Linked DNA regions of Bombyx mori: region 2 is linked to region 1. Evidence: chromatin contacts called from public Hi-C data. All regions are on one chromosome and are shown on one strand. Each heading gives the region's core, a stretch centred on a gene start, on an enhancer-like site or on the middle of the called end of the contact. The rest is flanking DNA. Distances are from core to core; before and after follow the strand shown. Region 1 has its middle 52 kb from the start of Mir2774c. Region 2 holds the start of LOC101742904 (zinc finger protein 1).

Region 1 (5,483 bases), core at 1,198-3,697:
TTAAAAAAAATTATATTGTAAAACTATATTAGAGACGAAAGCGAAAAAAACATAACTCAAGTATAGAATTAAAAAAAGTGTGTGTGTCCGCTCCGACGCACGACTGGAGTTTACTGGATATAAAAAATTAAACGAAACAATACGAGAAATAGTTCTATATTACGACAACACGATACACTACAGATTATTAACAAATTAACGAGACACAAAACAAACGACTAACAAATATATGAAAATACAATAATGAGAGAAACGCGCGATCAGTACGAGGCTTTGTGGCGGACTGCCGGCGCAGCAGCCCGGCGTCACCTGCGATAACGCATTTCGTGTGACATGCGCAATCAGGCGCATAACGCATTTCGTGTGACATGCTAGTACGATTTTGGTCCCCATAATTTTCATACCCCGGGCCTATATATGTAAATCGATTCTAAAGGAGTAAACTCCAAAAATATTGTTAAGATTGATACTATACTGTATATATGTAATATGTAACTATACTGAGACCTTAGAACTTACATCTCAAGGTGGGTGGCACTTTTTACGTTGTAGATGTCTATGAGCTCCAGTAACCACTTAACACCAGGTGGGCTGTGAGCTCGTCCATCCATCTAAGCAATAAAACTACAAAAATATATATAGAAGGTCATGAAATTGTGCCATGAAATGTTTTAATAGGTTCATCAGTGTAGTTGATCGCTCTGCTGGACTAATTGTTGACTTTGACTTGTTGTACGGAACACGGGTTTAATCCTTGGCCGAACTCAAAAAAAACATAAAGTTAATAATGGTAATAAATTCTTATCACTTTTGCGGTTCATATAGCCTAAAAAACTCTAGCCCTAGCAAGAGTAGTGTTTCGCATAATCTACCTCCGAATCGGAATCGTGACCTACTGAGGAAATCTGGCGAGAAACTCAGGGCACTATGTCTATGGGTTATGTTACACATAGACATTTACAACGTAAATGCGCCACCCACCTTGAGATATAAGTTCTAAGGTCTCAGTATAGTCACAGCGGCTGCCCCACCCTTCAAACCTAAACGTATTACTGCTTCACGGCAGAAATAGGCAAGGCGATGGTACCTACCCATATCGGGACACAAGAGGTCCTACCACCAGTGTAGTAGAGATTCACTAGATATACTAAAAGCAATATAATATCCGTACATAATAAGTCGGACAAGACGATCCAGGCGAGGTATGGCAAGCACGTGTGGCCGCACAAAAAACTCTCCTTAATAAAACGAGCTATCGTGGGGGTCGGCTTAGTGATGCACTCCTCTTGTATCGATATTGAAGTTTTAATAAAAGGACATGTTGTGAACAAACATGAGATCAGCCCTATCTATTTCTGTCGCGAAACCGTCTATATTCCGGTCAAAGCATGGCAAAATCAGAATTCTCGTCGTCTCTCATGCCAAAATAGACGGTAACCACACAGGTAACTACAGATGATACTTAAAATCGTATTGGTATTCAGTAGCACTTATATCAATTAGATATGGTAGGGTTCTGTGTAGAAGCCCGCCCGGGTTGGTACCACCGTCCTGTCTATACTGGTGGTAGGGTTCTGTGTAGAAGCCCGCCCGGGTTGGTACCACCGTCCTGTCTATTTCTGCCGCAAAACAGTAATACTGTGTTCCGGTCTGAAGGACAGGATAGCTGGTGTAACATACATAAGGCTGCCCATCCAGGCCAGGATAGGCAGCGCATCTGAGTCTCTGATGTAATTTGGATGTCTATGGGCGACGGTTATCATTTCCCATCAGATGAGCCGTAAGCTCGTATGCCTATCGAAAGCAATAATATATATATATATATATATATATGCCTATCGAAAGCAATAATATATATATATATATATATATATTGTAATAGTCTCATTAGTTTATAATCGAGAACATAAGCGTCACTAAATCTCGCAAACTATCCTAAAATTGTATATATTTATCACGACTTTTACTATCGGGCAAATTACTAAGCGCTATGTTAAGATGGACAGCCACCTCCCCTGTATTTATCGTTAGCAATATTTCTGTACTCCAAGTAGTAATTAAATCAATGTGGGATCACCATCGTTCTTTTGTTATCGCTGGCTTGTGTCAGCTCTAACACACGTAAAATAATATAAAGACAGACATGGCACCTGCAGTAGTAATAGGTTGGCAAATTGATTTTTTGATAGTATTTATGAAACTCTCCGGTTTTTTGCACCATTTGCGCCTCGAACTCACATCTCTGATTCTCGAAAACACCTTTTACTGATTTATCTTGAACATATCTGATTCTTTGCATATTTTAAAATCTAGTCCCTAAGCACTCGGTGCTAATAAAGAATCTTGCAATTTATCGATAAGTGATCTATCGAAGCAGTCACGTCCCTGCGCCTTCGGACGGGTTTAATTACACGGCGAGGGCGACAGGTTGTCGCATGACGTCATCGCGGCTTCCATGTATGCGTGTTATGTTTTATTTATTGTTTACTGCACATTTGTAGAAAGGTATAAGTATGTGTAGTCGCTAGGAAATAATTCACGCCTCCAGCAAATTCTACCAGGGTTTGGTAGCCTATGCTACTTAGTACCACTAACACGCTTATTTTTACAGAAAAATTGATATTTTTTAATGGTGCTAAGATGTTTTGTGTGCCTATTTCTGTCGTGAAGCTGTAATGCATTTTGGTTTCAACGGTGTGGCAGTCATCTTGCTGTAAAACTGAGACTTAGAATAGACACGGTGGGTTTCGGTATTTATATACACTGTTGATGTCTATGAGCTCTGTCAAACGCTTAACCACAAGTGTGCCGTGGGCTCGTCCACCCAACTTTGCAATATTATTTTTTGTAAAGCAGGATAGTTATATCATAGACACCTTGATGTCACGTATCAAGGTGGACGGTTGTATTAAGCTGAGTTGGTTGTATTAAGGTATCACTTAAATCAAAGTGCCCGTGGTTTGATATATTGGCTTCAATTAATGTAATGTAAATCTAAAATTATAATGGGGCCAGTCGTCGGCTTAACCTTATTTAAAACTTTTTTTTCAAATATAACAAGTGCTGATAACTAAAACCAAGCGGCCGTGTCATTAAATCGTCAGCGATAACCTCCGAACCTACTTCCTAGAAGCCGTTATCTGTCGACGTGGGTAGGTATGTGTTTTCTGTGCGAATGGCTGCTTAATTCACATGTAGTTCAGGAGGTAGGAATGTGGTTGTCGGCGTCTGCTCAGAGCACGTGACCGAGCAGCAGATGTAGGTGACGGTAATGGGGATAATAGTCATTGGGTATTAGGTGTCACGGTATTTCCTTGACGTTCTTCATAATTCGTAAGTAAGTTGCTGTGTATAATGCGTGTGGGAAGAGAAAGTACCTTTTGAATTCCTTTTAAGAGTTGCCTTGGGTTGTTGGTAGGCTCCGAAAGCGAATTTGGTGACCTGAGCTGCGAAGTTGTGATATTAATCCTGTGTGCTTCCTAATATCAACAGCCGTCTCCCCTCCGTGAAGCTACATACTTATTTGTAAGTTTCTACAAATGAAACCGTGATAAAGTGATCGAAGTTTTGTTTATTCATTAATCTCAGGGCTGCTCACAAATGCTCACAATTAGCGCACCATATTGCCACCTACTTTGATACAGTAGATCAAAGTTTCGATTGCATTGTAGTAAGGGATATCGTGTTATTTTACATCAGAACGCGAAATTCATTTTTAACGTAGAAGTATAGGCAGAGCACTCCACGCACTCCACCCCTCGCACTTATAGCACACCATATCACCGGCCCAAGGTCATATACACAACATAAGGTATGATCTGGGGTCTATATTTAATGACATTGAACGTTAGCAATTAAAAAAAGCTAGCTTTTTTCCTACCTAGTTGTTGGTTCCTACCTAGCCTAAGGGGCTATTCCGACTTCAAGCCGACCAGTAGGTGAGCTCACGGGCTCAATCAAAGAGAATTGCTAACACTAACCCTAGCGAGAGCATTGCTTCGTAGAATCTACCACCGGATCGGAAACGCGAGCCACTGAGAAGATCCCGCGAGAAACTCAGTGGGTAAGCGCTTGAAGTTCGGTAATAGTATAGATCTCCTGGTCTAAGTCTTTATTAACAGTAAAGGTGCATTATCACTCCTTATCTAAGGTCAAAAAGACGGTTGCGTACATGACGCGCTTACGTAGAAGTAGTGTTGATATTTGTAACAATATTCATTACAACTACGATTAATTGGTGATTGACCTCGTTGCTGTGGATCTTTACTTAACTTTAAACAAATATTACAATATAGGAATCGTTTCCGTGGTCAAAGCTGTATATATTTCTTCAGCTAGAGAATAATAGTATTTCCTAAGTGTTATAGCCTACGAAATGTTAAGGAGCAATCTTGATAATTTTATTTATTTTCACCTACACCATTTACACTTAAAAAAATCGCCGTACCAAGCTAACTTGTTCGCAACATAAAAATTAAGAAAAAAACCTGTATAAAGAAAATACAAGCTCAAGATCTATTTGGAAGTTTTATTCAAGAAACCTAAGCATCCAACACTAAGCAATATAAATTAGGTCTATTAATGTCTTAAACGCTTTCTAAAATGAAGAAAATTCGCGTTACAAGAATACCGATGACCACATGCGTTACCGGATTTTTGTTTGTGTTTCAGTGCGTGCTGTATTAAAATATTATAAAAATGTATTTTTAAACCGGTACATTTAATACTAGATATCGTCTCTAGTACTGGTGGTAGGACCTCTGTAAGTCCGCACGGGTAGGTACCACCACCCTGACTATTTCTGCCGTGAAGCAGTAATGGGTTTCAGTTTGAAAGGGGGGGCCGCCGTTGTAACTATACTGAGACCTTAGCTCAAGGTGGGTGGCGTATTTGCGTTGTGGATGTCTATGGGCTGCAGTAACGACTTATCACCAGGTGGGCTGTGAGCTCATCCACCTATCTAAACAAAAAAGAAAAACTCACTCAAAAATGGGCAAAACAGAGTATTCTTTTTGAAAATACCTACACTTTTATATGTATCGTGCTTACAGTTTTAAGTCCGGCGTCCTGTAAGAAATTCAAATTTTTTTATTCGGAAAACAATCGAATCTTATTTTCTCTAAAAATCGCTAATTAAATCGATCCAACCCTTATCTAGTGATGCGCCAACCTACGAAAACCATTGAATTTTTATTTAAATGGATTTTAGTCGTGAATTTATTCATTATGCCTACGGAACCCTTTTCTGTACATTGGCAGATACGCACTTGTCCGTTTTATTCGCATACACAAGTAGACGATGCTCAATGCCATGCGATATTTATTTTCTTGGACATTGATCTGTCAAATAAAATTGGAACACAATATTTTTTATTATCGTCTTTAGAATATAGTTAAATCAAAGCATACATTGTCAAAGTTTTAACATCAAGTCGTTATGAACTCAACCAAAAAACATTGCGCCAACAACTTCGTTAATATCT
Region 2 (5,483 bases), core at 2,038-4,537, 310 kb before region 1:
ATTCGAAGAGCCGACGAACTTTCTTCAATGGTTGAAAGCACTTTGGCTCAAAGTGGGACGAGCATATGGTGTGATTTTTTGTTGGGAACCAGCTTGGACCCCTTCCTGTCGCATTTATCCACATTTCTTTTATCTTTGGATCTTTCGGATAGCTAAAGTTTTAAAATAAAAGCATGGTATAAATGATGATCATTATATGAATGATGCATGAATACCACAATATATTAAAAACCAACACATTATCTACACTTATTTTACGTTTTATCAGTTATTTAATGCTCAGTTTCTGAAGTTACTATTTACCTATATTGCCATTAGCTATTGATTCAATAAAAGTTAGGTGAAGTAATCAAGAAATAGAAACAAATTGGGTTTTTAAATAATTAATTGTATCTTAAATAATCATTCGTACTAAATAGGATCGTATAAAATATCGACAATACAGACAATACAATAACAGACAACCCTAACACACAAAAGCCGACAGCGGCCGCTTCACGAAACTATCGTGTGAGTGAGAGTATCAGTAAAAAAATTATCCATTGCGCTATTAGAGCAGCCGATTCATCGATTCATTTGTACTAAGCAAGCAATGGTTTTAGTTCCTAATGAAAAGGGATCTATCATCGCTTTTCTAAATTTTTTAATGAATTCTGTAATTTCAATATGATAAACTATAATATTGTAGTACTTACGTGTGAAATGAGATGCTATCTTTCTTGTAATTCACAATACAGCTGTTATTTTTGCAAACAATCACTGAACAACGCGGCATTTTGTTAAAAATCGTAAGCAATGAAGACGTCGCAAGTTGACATTCGACTAATGACCGAAACTGGCATCAAGCCGCTTTGAGGCCAGATGCGTTCGCAAGCGCCACGCCTCCTTGCCATATCTCCTGTGTTTCTATGATCTGTGGATATAGTTCTAAGGTCTCAGTATAGTTACAACGGCTGCCCCACCCTTCAAACCGAAACGCATTACTGCTGAATTAGGCGGGGCGGTGGTACCTACCCGTGCGGACTCACAAGAGGTCCTACCACCAGTAAACTCAGCTACTTATTTATATATACTAGAACAAGGAACAACTAACAGCTATCCTGTCTTACGGTCGCTGCTAGAGCACGATGAGGCTTATAGCTCGCTCTACCGCGGGTGAATCAATTACGCAATTAACAATAAAAACATTTTAGTTTCAATATTATAAGCCATTTGATGGCAGCCTGGCATTGCTGAAGTCCATGGACGACGGTAACCACTCACCATCAGGTGGGCCGTATGCTCATCTGCCTACAAGGGCAATAAAAAAAAAAGTTTTTCTGCGAAATATTATTGGTTGTTGTGTTGCCTAGATCGAACAACGAGATCGCCTGCTGGTCTAGCGTTTAAAAAATTCAATGTTTATGTAAACCTGGCCCTTTTTTGAAAAAACCTGTCTTTTTGCTATCGAATTCCAGAGCGGAGAAGAGGCTATTTTCGTTTGGAAATAGATTTTTTTGGTTTCGGTTGTTTTAAGAATTGCATTTATTAAAATCGATTAAAAGAACAAAATTACCGATTAAGTTAAAAATTTTCACTTCATTAGTCTTGTACCTTATGTGGATACCGCACAACACATTCACGCAATTTTACCTTTAGCTAATAAGCCTATAAATAAGCTTGACTGTCTGTTACACCTCCAATGATTCAGACTGGAGAAGTCAAGAGGTGAAAATGCAATAAACAAAAATCAGTTAATGACTCATTCGATGAATCATGCCTTAAATCACAAAGCTCACAGATCTAAATGCTTGACAAACATTTAATGAGATGCTCACAGATCGTTACTTGTAAAACAAACAAGTAATTAGAGTGCCAATAGGTAGGCATCGCTTCATTTTATCTGTTCTAGGTACACACAGCTAGTTTGCCCGGTTTCCATTCTCGATAAGATTCCATTACTTAGGGTTTTCCTTGTTTAAGTATGTTTTTTTGTTAATTATATTGAAGTTCATTATTATTATTTTTAGACGTTTGACGATCTGCACGTTTTAAGTAGTTTTTATTATTTTGTAAATATTTGCGTCCGTCCGTTGTTCATCTTTGATACATACGAAGTTTATTGTATAGTTTATCGTTAAACACAAACGTCACGACATATCGTTTGATCGTCCCGAATTAGCGATAAAACGCAACTTTCAACTAATTTATTCGTCCGCGTTCCGACTCGTTCTAAGCGCATTGTAAAAACGACAGAACGCATCAAACGTCCCTATTACATCCACTCAGACAGGCGGCGCTCAAAGAGGAAGAATAAAATAAAAAGTAGGTAAAAGAATAAAAAGCAAATGAATTAAAACAACATAATCATTTACGATTTAAGACGGTGAAAGCAAGCGGGTTCCCCTCGACAAACGAAACTTTCTTTCAAGTCTGTTTGTACCTGTTCCCGATTCTCAAGTGGATGAATTATATCCCGGGGGAGACGGGGGACAGGTCGTCCGACCGTTCATTAGAAACGTGAAGACCTGTTCTAATATTATTTTTAATGTCATCCAAGTTATGTTTTTTCACCTGTTTCGATTAATCGCGGTGAACTTGGGAAATTCAAGTTGTAAGTTTTATCTGTTACACGAGCGGGCTAGGGAAATTATTACTCTTTTATTTTCACTGAATTTTTGAGTAACTTTAAAATTAAGTTTCACATGAAACTTTGGAAGGAAATTAAAAATGAAATATAAATTAAAAGGAAAGAAAAGTAAGATGTTAATAATACTGGTAGAAGATAGATAATGCAAATTAAAACAAAAGGAAACGAAGCTTACTTAAGGCCGCAAGCCGCCTGGCCGAGGTGGTGGACGTCGGGACTTGCTTACTCCTCATGTCCGCAAGCCAAGCGGCTGCCGAACGTTCGTACCAACCGCCAACTCCCATAAGCGCGCTCTGCACTTTCATCGAGCGACACCGTTCTCACACCTCACTGAACGAGACCACCGGCTACTATCAGATTCCGATATCGCGTCGCACAACTCGCGGACTATCAATCGCAATTACGTCGTACTAAACCGAGAATCACAGCCTCCGCTGACGTCAGCGGTGAAAGTTCGGGGACGGGCCGCCGTCGAGGCACTACTCACATCGGCAGGCGCCCCACACGTTGGCCAGGCTCCACAGGCGGTACGAGTAGCTGTCACCATAGCAGCCAAACATGCTCTCATCGGTTCTCGCGACCATGGCCCGCGCGCGGTCGGACGTGCAGTGTGGTGCGCGACGCACGGCGGAGTGTCGCCGCCTCTCGCCCCGCCCTGTCCCGCGCCCCCGCCCCCCTCCGCGGCTTAATTACTGCGCCCGACTGCCGCCGCTCATCGCCCTACCGCTCGCTGCCATATTATAACACCTTCGCGATAATGGCCATGCACTTCATTTGTAACCGCAGACGAGCTACAAAACACCTTCGATTTGTTTATACGAGGAATGCAAGCTCCACCTTCTTATAACTCTACCTGTCTCTATCTTGCTTCTAATCTTATTGTTGTTTAGGAATATTTTATCTCAGGACTTCAAATACCGTTGTAATATTGAAATAAAAACGATAATAAGAAAGATTACACCTTACCTGGATATGAATCATCATCATAGTGCCTTTTGACAAATTAAAATTGGGACTAAATAATTTAAAAAAAAAACAGTACAGAGAAATTTTACACATTGCTTACTTTTTTAAACCAACTCTTAAATTATATACTAAATCCCATATATTATCACATACTGAATAAAAATATTAATTTGAACGTAAATTTTAGTTTTGCTTTCGGTCGCTAGATGGAGCTAGCTTCATGAAGCCTACCAATAAAAGACTTGTGACAATGAAACGGAGTCGTTACGAAATACAAATATAGAATAGTATTTCAACTAAGCAAACGGCTCTTCAGATGTTAAATGTATGCGTTTGTTGTTGTATGTTGAAAGAAGAGATCCGCTGAAGTCGTAATTATATTAGACTGACGGCCCTCCTGCCGCTCAAGAGGCAACGGACAACTACTTCACGACACAAACTTTGGAAAGCAGCATACCTACAGATTAAAGATAAACAGAATTAGGTGAGTTAATGCCTATAATTTATAAACACTATTGGGAAAAGTAAACAACTTAAAATAATAAACAAATTAGTAATTTGTTTACTTGTTCATTCGACGGTAATTATTATTACCTTTCTTCAACTAATTACTATTTTACAATGTGCTTAAAAAGTATATGCGTATTATTATAAAGTGAGTACAGGAAAATTATGGTCTGAAACTTGTGTTACATTACCAATTTGAATAAAGGTTAGTAGAGGTAAGTGTACTGGCGACATTCCCGAAATTTTTTTTTTTGCTTAGATGGGTGAACGAGCTCACCGACCACCTGGTGTTAAGTGGTTACTGGAGCCCATAGATATCTACAACGTAAATGCGCCACCCACCTTGAGATATAAGTTCTAAGATCTCAGTATAGTTACAACGGCTGCCCCACCCTTCAAACCGAAACGCATTACTGCTTCACGGCCGATAAAAAATTAAACTTCAACACGAAACCACTAAAGAGTGCTGGGCTGGCTTGGCTGTGGAACCAGCACCACTCCGTCTCATCACGACGGTGTCGTGAAAGGAATATACTAGAGAAAGAGCAGCACACTGCGATCGCCAACTGACATTTACGGCTGATAGGTATCATTACCCTGCCTACCTGTCGTGAAGTAATCTTGCCTGCAGGAAAACTCCGGCAGCTACTACATAATACAATTGAGACTTCTGTCTCAAGATGGGTGGAGCCACCTGGAGAAATTATAGTACCTAGGTTAGTCTTATACTTGGTCAAGTAACATGAATTGTGCCCACGAGTTCCCGTAGCATATTGACATTCTGCTACCCTCCCCCGCGTCGTCCTTCTCATTACTGAGGGTCGTGACTCCCACGCTGTATCAATCTCTCTTATACGATTGTTTTCCATGTGCTGCGATCCTTGGCCTCGTGGAGCTTCATGTCCAGACAAGACCGAATTTGGTCCGACCATCTCGTAGGACTGCGTCCTCTGGAACGCTTGCCCTCTATATTGCCCGTCTATCTGCTAGCCTACCTCTCTTTATAAAATTCAAAATTAGTTAAAGATGCTGCTTAGACGAAGTCCCCTAAAAGAACGTAAAAAAAACAATACGGCATTCTCTATGGCCGCTGAGTGTCGTACAACACGTGCACTACACGTGTACCGATACTATTGTTTTATTACACAACATCGACACGTGCATTCTAGGTGCACCTACACAATGACATTGTTCTAATGAAATATGGTGGTATTGACGATGCTTCTCATTCGACAATCGGTAATTAGTTTCATTCATTTTGTCGGAGAATTTTTTTTAATGATATTTTTGCCGTTTGAGAAAAATATTTTGCATCTGTGCGGGGTGGTACCACAAGAAGTATTTATCCTAGTATTCCTTTGTACATTGGCGAAACACTTGC

The links. Hi-C and Micro-C count contacts between places; a contact is called where the count stands out from the background.
Region 2: a Hi-C map of posterior silk gland shows a contact between it and region 1, with 2.1 times the contacts expected there. The contact joins the promoter of LOC101742904 here to the enhancer-like site in region 1. A contact is called at or near these places in 3 of 7 Hi-C or Micro-C datasets (middle silk gland, posterior silk gland and whole pupa).

Annotation. Positions count from the first base shown.
Region 1 is chr9:16,314,700-16,320,182 of ASM3026992v2, reverse strand. No RefSeq gene overlaps it. Among protein-coding and RNA genes, the nearest start is that of Mir2774c, 52 kb to the left of the region's middle. Within about 2 kb of position 2,447, at least 7 of the 8 cell types and tissues checked have open chromatin away from gene starts, as enhancers often do.
Region 2 is chr9:16,624,012-16,629,494 of ASM3026992v2, reverse strand. LOC101742904 (zinc finger protein 1) reads right to left here and starts at 3,287. Exons shown (of 4, transcript XM_012694745.4): 1 at 2,805-3,287. The coding sequence starts at 2,934.